2 separate regions of the Mus musculus genome follow, and region 1 is linked to region 2. A link is a contact called in public HiChIP or PLAC-seq data. All regions are on one chromosome and are shown on one strand. The core of a region is the stretch at or near the end of the contact, and the rest is flanking DNA. Distances in the headings are between cores, read along the strand shown. Region 1 has its middle 270 kb from the start of Gm52804. Region 2 overlaps Sema3d (sema domain, immunoglobulin domain (Ig), short basic domain, secreted, (semaphorin) 3D).

Region 1 (3,475 bases), core at 337-2,836, 310 kb after region 2:
AGTAAGATATGATGATTTTTTTAAAAGATTTATTTATTATATGTAAGTATACTGTAGCTGTCTTCAGACACTCCAGAAGAGGGAGTCAGATCTCGTTACGGATGGTTGTGAGCCACCATGTGGTTGCTGGGATTTGAACTCTGGACCTTCGGAAGAGCAGTCGGATGCTCTTACCCACTGAGCCATCTCACCAGCCCATGATGATTTTTTTTAAATATCATGGTTTCTCTTGTTATGTCTCCCTTTTCATTTCTGATTTTATTAATTCAGATACTTACTTTGTGCCCTCTGGTTAGTTTGGCTAAGGGTTTATCTATATTGCTGATTTTCTCAAAGAACCAGCTCCTGGTTGTTTTATTATTATTATTATTATTATTATTATTATTATTATTATTATTATTTTGTTATTATTATAGTTCTTTTGTTTCCATTTGGTTGATTTCGGCCCTGAGTTTGATTATTTCCTGCCATCTCCTCCCTTGAGTGTATTTGCTTCTTTTTGTTCTAGCACTTTCAGGTTTGCTGTCAAGCTGCTAGTTAATGCTTTCTCCAGTTTCTTTTTGGAGGCACTTAGAGCTGTGAATTTTCCTCTTACCACTGCTTTCATTGTGCCCCAAAAGTTTTGGTAAGATGTGTCTTCATTTTTATTATATTCTAAAAAGTCTTTAATTTCTTCCTAGACCAAGTTATCATTGAGTAGAACATTGTTAAGCTTCCATTTGTATGTGTGTTTTCAGGTTTGTTTGTTTGATTTTTCTAATTCAAGACCAGTCTAAGTCTGTGGTGATTTGATAGGGTGCATGGGATTATTTCAGTCTTCTTGTTTCTTTTGAGGCCTTTTATGTGACCAATTATATGGCCAATTTTGGAGAAGGTACATAAGGTGCTGAGAAGAATGTATATTATTTTTCTTTAAAATGAAATGTTTCATAAATATCTGTTAGATCCATTTGGTTCATAACTTCTCTTAGTTTCACTGTGTCTCAATTTAGTTTCTGTTTTCGTGATCTGTCCATTGCTGAGAGTAGAGTATTGAAGTCTCCCACTATTATTGTGCGAGGTGTGATGTGTGTTTTGAGCTTTGGTAAAGTTTCTTTTATGAATGTGGTTACCCTTGAATTTGGAGCATAGTTGTTCTGAATTGAGAGTTAACTTTGGTAGATTTTTCCTTTGACAAGTATGAAGTGTCTTTCCCTATCCTTTCTGACAACTTTTGGATGAAAGTCGATTTTATTCGATATTAAAATGGCTACTCCAGCTTGTTTCTTTGGACTATTTGCTTGAATAATTGTTTTCCAAGTTTTCTCTCTGAGGTAGTGTCTGTCTTTGTCACTGAGGTGGGTTTCCTGAATGCAGCAAAATTCTGAATCCTGTTTATGTATTCAGTCTGTTAGTGACCCGTCCAGCAGGTCCAGTTATTTGAGGGTCTCGAGGGGACCTTCTCCTAAGAACCAAATGGGGGGGGGGGTAGAGAGAGACAAGAACCTTGTGTAATGAATGACACATGGAAGCAGTCTGAGTAACATCAAGGTCCCAATGTATTGAGCAAGGCCCAAGGCTTAAATGTACAAGCAAAAGGGGAAGTGCCTTTCAGTAGGAGGGGTGGGGCAGTAGAATTGCACAAGCAAAAGGGGAAGTATTTATCAGTGGGAGGGGTGGGGCAATAGAAATTTTTCTTTTGGCAGCTACACGGGGAAGCAGGAACTTGGTGGTATCAGGGTGTGGTCAGGACATCTGGCGATGACTTAGGTCTGGAACATTCTGTGGTTGTTCTCGGAACGGTATGTCAGTGGCCCGCTTTTGACCCCCTTTTCTTCTCAGGGGGAGACAAGTAAATATCAGTACAATATGCTGTACTGCATAGAAGCAATAAGAACAACAAAAATATGCACCAGATTCTGTTTCATTTCCACCTTACATTAAGAAACATCATTGTGGCAAGTGAAAAGGCTGGCTGCATAGGGCAGCATGGTATTATTACTCTACCAAGAGGTTAGCTTTAGTGATTAGTGCTTTGTGGCTTGAACTGGGTATCCAAATAGATCCTAAACAATAAAGTCACTCAGATGCATATACAACTTATTTCAAGAGGAGACCTTCATCTAGAGCTCATATATTCCCCTACTGCAGTACAAATATGTGCATATATATTTATACATATGCATCTGAGCGATTTTTCTTCTGTGCCCAAGAATTAAAGTTTACTTTCATCAACATTTCTTAATAGAAAATGGAACGGCTGTATTGCTCTTTTTAAAAACTAAAGACATGATCTCTTTGTCTTTGAAGGCTTAGTGTAAGTCAACCATTTGCTAATTATTTTACCATTTAAAGACATTATGACACTAAAATAAAGTTTTCCTTACAGAAATTTTTCCTTAGTAGTTCATCCACAATAAAAACATCAAACAATCAACATGTTGCAAGAGTGCGTTTTCTGTGGTATGGAGGCAGAAAATAGCCTTTCCACCTTTAAGAATAACATATGCTGTAACTTGAAGAAAAAAGGTCCCTGAGGTATCCCAATACAGTGTCCTATAATTAAAATCAGATGTAGGCTTGACCCTTACACTCTCAGGTTCCCTCAAGATATTTGAAAAGAGATCGGATTGAGGATATTAGAAGTTTAACCTGTTGGAGTTCTCTTGGAAGGTGATGGGTAAATCTTTCAAGGAGGTGCTTGTGTCGGACATTTCAGAGGATGCTGTATTTTTGGGGTGTCTGGCCAGAGAAAGAGTTTCAAGTGTTGAAAATCTCTTTTGTGAGTTTGTGACAGTGACTGAAGTGATAGTAAGAGAATCACTGGCATATCTAAACTTCAGCACAATAGGCTGCGTGGCTTAGACAATGAAACAGGGAGAAGAATGATCTCCAGGTGCTCAATTTTATTTCCGGCTTGCATTACCATCATCGTGACAAGTGGAAAGCCTAACACTATAGGTCAGAATGATATTACTACTCTACCTAGAGGTAAGTTCTCCAATGGCTCAACTTTTATAACTCACTGTCTTTTTAAATGTATGTGTAGATTCTAAGGCGGATTGGCACGCTCCTCATAATATGTTAGCTAAACCATCACCCTGTACCCTTCTTGGTCCAAGTGAGCACTTAGCATCAAAAATAGAGTATGTTTTGTATATTTTGCTCAAATTTGTAACTTCCATCCTGTTGTGCAAGTTAATAATTGAATATATGAATACATGTGAGCACTGTTAAAGTTTGAAATAGACTGCAGATGATTTTTATGCAAGTCCTGATTTCTACATTATTGTTCAGTAAAATTAACACTAACAGGAGTCATGAGTCTGATTCTTCGCATCAGTAAGAGTTAATGACTTTCCCATCAATAGTAAATTATCTCAACCTTTCTCAGGAAATGTAAATGGTATCATGGTGAGAGAGTGATTATGTAAGTCAAAAAACATAAAAGTGCCAGCCATAAATAAGGCAAAAAAAAAATCATTCTTCTCCATTG
Region 2 (3,402 bases), core at 831-3,330:
ATCTTGGAAAATTCAGGTAAAGTCACATAATTTTGAATGTTTTGGAGAAGAAGCATAGATTTAACTCTATTGGAGCTGCTCTCACCACACATCAGAGTTCCTCACTGCTCTGTCATCTGCTTAGTCTTATCCATGGCACGAACCTTTCTGGTGTGTAGGTAGCGTGTTTATTCCTGTGCACCTTTCTTTTCAGTGTCCAAGCAAAACCTATGACCCACTGATTAAGTCCACCCGAGACTTTCCAGACGATGTTATCAGTTTCATAAGGCGGCACCCTGTGATGTATAAGTCCGTGTACCCAGTGGCAGGAGCACCGACCTTCAAGAGAATCAACGTGGATTACAGACTGACGCAGATAGTGGTGGATCACGTGGTCGCTGAAGACGGGCAGTATGATGTCATGTTTCTCGGAACAGGTATGATCAGACCACACTTTCAACCAAAGAAACTATTTGTTAATGGAGAAATAAAACAAAAACCTGCAAAATGTTTGTCATCCAAAGTCAAATAAATATTAAGTAATACCTTGCCAGCTTTTCCTGAACTTGTATAGGTGGTACATTTAAATAATGATCAGCAATGTCTGCCATCCACACTGAAGTTTTAAAATGCATATATTGTCGATGTTTTTCACACTGTTCCAGACTAGTTGCTCAAAACGTATCTGTCTAATCATGGAGGAATAAAAGTAAGTAAGGTGAGGCTGTGTCTCCATGTTTACCTGTTGTTGCTACAACCGGATGCTGGGAAATTCTATCCATAATTCTCCGTTCACTAGCCTGGAAATCAGAGACTTGTTAGCCTACAGACAGTTCTTAGAATCATTAAGCATTACTTGGTAAATGCTTTCAAATAAAACTTCTTGGAAGTTTACTTTCTTGTCCATGAATTTTGAAGATTAAAGTTAATTTTGTGGAGACTGGAGAGATGACTCAGCACTTAAGAGCACTAACTCCTCTTCCAGAGGACCTGTATTCAATTCTCAGCATGACCATAGCAGCTCACAACTGTCTGTACCTCCAGATCTGGCACCCTCATGTATGCATACATACAACCAAAACACTCATGCACATAAAATAAATATAAATAAATTATTTTAAAAATTAACTTGTTGGATTCTTATTAATACAGTTTATTGTGTGTCAACTTTGTAATTAAAATATGATCAAAATAACATGTTTTTGGTCAAGTGTGATAATGAAAACCTATAATTTTAGGCTAAAGAGGAAAATCACAAGTCCAAGACTATCCTAAGGAATAGTAATGGACCTATCTGTCGGTCTGTCTCTATATCTGACTGTTTGTCTATCTGCCAATAGATACATATTGATATGTATATATATATACACACACACACATATATATATATATATGTGTGTGTTTGTGTGTGTGTGTCACACACACACATGATACAAATAAACATCAGCTAATAGTTTGCCAACATTTTTAAATTGTATATTATATGCTTTTAAATGATAAGGAATATATATATATATATACATATGTGTAAATAGAGAGACACATATATGCATACATATATGCACATACATTTTACATAAATAATGTTGCATATTTGGTGATTTCTAAATTAAGAAAAATGTTATGCAACAACAGTGTTCTGGGACAGAAAAGACAACGTGTACCCTTAGGACTTCATCCTATAGTATATGTGTTCTTTGAGGAGTTTTAGTTGTTATTTTATTGGAACAGGTTCTTTAGAATATAAAATGATTTTAGAATTATTTAGCCCTTAAGCACTATCACGGTTCTGCAAATTTAGGCTTATTATGAGAAGGACCATGTAGTAACTCCTAGGGCCAGTAAACAGCTCCTGTGAGGCCTAATGATATCATAGAGGGCAAGTGCAAAACAGATAATCTAAGAGATGTTCCATTTCTGAGAATGCAGCAATGACTACCTAAGGGTCAGGACTTTAATTAGTCTCCTATTAACTCTCATGAGCTAAATTTAATTGTTCTGTCCAGGCAAAGCTCACTCACAGGCTGGTAACAGTTCTCTATCGTAGGCAGCCCTCAGCCACAGGCTGGTAACAGCTCACTATCATAGGCAGCCCTCAGCCACTAGGTGGTACTGCCTAACCTTTCCTCAGAAAAATATGATTATTTTAAAAGTTTTGTACTGTAAAATGTATTTAACAGTTTTGAACATCCTAGAGTGATTTTTAAAAATTAAATAATCTAGGCATTTTCTACATATAGTGGTATCACTATCTGTCCCTATTCTCCAGGCCTACTGCTGAAATCTAAAGATGTATTTTCAATGGATTAATTGCAGATTGACAGATCCATTTTAGTTTTTTCTAGTGTGTTTTTATTATCTTTCTATGCTCGAATGCTACACACTCACACTGTACTCACTATAACAAAATTTAAGATATCTTTCCTAAGCATAACTTTTGTTGCACATCATTAAACTTGTATTTTCTTTTGAGTTTGAACTGAAGTCATTTGAATAAATTTTAATTTTTATCTCGTTAACAATCATTATCTGAACTTAGGGTTAGTTTCTTCAAGGAAAGATTGTCAGTGTTTGCTGGGCAATTGTTAACATTTTAAAAAAGACTATATATACTACTGTTATAATAAATCAGATATAATTACTAGGTAAATCTTAGTATTGCAGGGAAATCTTATGGCAGGGAATATATATCATATGTATATCATAAATTATATATATAATTTTAGCATAGTTTCCCATTCAAAAATAAAAATACATTTATTTCACCTCGGTTATTTTAATCAATATTTAAATTAGCCATATATATGTAGTTAAAAGTATTTTTAATATAATCTTTTAGTCTCTTTATATGTAAGTGTCTATTTTGGAAGGGCAACATCATATAAGTAGTCTTCATTTCTCACTAATTTATTTGACCAGATACATTAAAAGTGGGGAAATTTCCAGAAATATGCATTCAACTAAATATTGAAGTGAAAGCAGTGGGGTTATGGGTCATTTTTTTTTTCAGACATTGGAACAGTCCTGAAAGTTGTGAGCATCTCCAAGGAGAAGTGGAATATGGAAGAGGTCGTACTGGAGGAGCTTCAGGTATTCAAGGTGAGAAGGGGCGCTGGGCCCCAGACAGAGCGCGAGCTCGCTGTCCCACTGTTGCTCATGGGGCTTCTTGTCTTTTCTCTGCTTTTCCTGGGGAAGTCGCTGAAATGAGCTTCAATGGTTCCTCTGGCCTAAGCAAAGAAGGCCATATCCGAGTGGGAAAGGCACTCACTTCCGGTGCTGTGAACCATTGGCAGGAGCTGCCAGGTTTGCCTCTTCTTGCTGCATCACCCAAGGATATGGTCAGTCAAATTGCCACACTGAAGCATAGCTTGGAATCTCTTAATGCCTGGATGCTTTTCTGCTGTATGAGTGTTGCTTGGATTT

The links. HiChIP or PLAC-seq counts read pairs in DNA pulled down with a chosen protein or histone mark.
Region 1: a contact with region 2 is called in a RAD21 HiChIP or PLAC-seq map of pro-B cells, with 4 times the contacts expected there. The contact joins two enhancer-like sites. A contact is called at or near these places in 1 of 15 datasets of contacts at CTCF or cohesin (pro-B cells), 8 of 484 Hi-C or Micro-C datasets (the C10 cell line, the G1E-ER4 cell line, adipose-derived mesenchymal stem cells and 3 more), 5 of 115 datasets of contacts at active chromatin or transcription factors (all in embryonic stem cells) and 1 of 9 other capture datasets (embryonic stem cells).

What each region holds. Positions count from the first base shown.
Region 1 is chr5:12,876,170-12,879,644 of GRCm38.p6, forward strand. No RefSeq gene overlaps it. Among named protein-coding and RNA genes, the nearest start is that of Gm52804, 270 kb to the right of the region's middle. Within about 2 kb of position 1,587, at least 26 of the 459 cell types and tissues checked have an H3K27ac peak or open chromatin away from gene starts, as enhancers often do. A contact at or near this core is called in pro-B cells, where this site is marked.
Region 2 is chr5:12,562,956-12,566,357 of GRCm38.p6, forward strand. It overlaps Sema3d (sema domain, immunoglobulin domain (Ig), short basic domain, secreted, (semaphorin) 3D), which reads left to right. Exons shown (of 18, transcript NM_028882.4): 12 at 194-416; 13 at 2,990-3,078. Among named protein-coding and RNA genes, the nearest start is that of Sema3d, 180 kb to the left of the region's middle. Within about 2 kb of position 2,081, at least 2 of the 459 cell types and tissues checked have an H3K27ac peak or open chromatin away from gene starts, as enhancers often do. A contact at or near this core is called in pro-B cells, where this site is marked.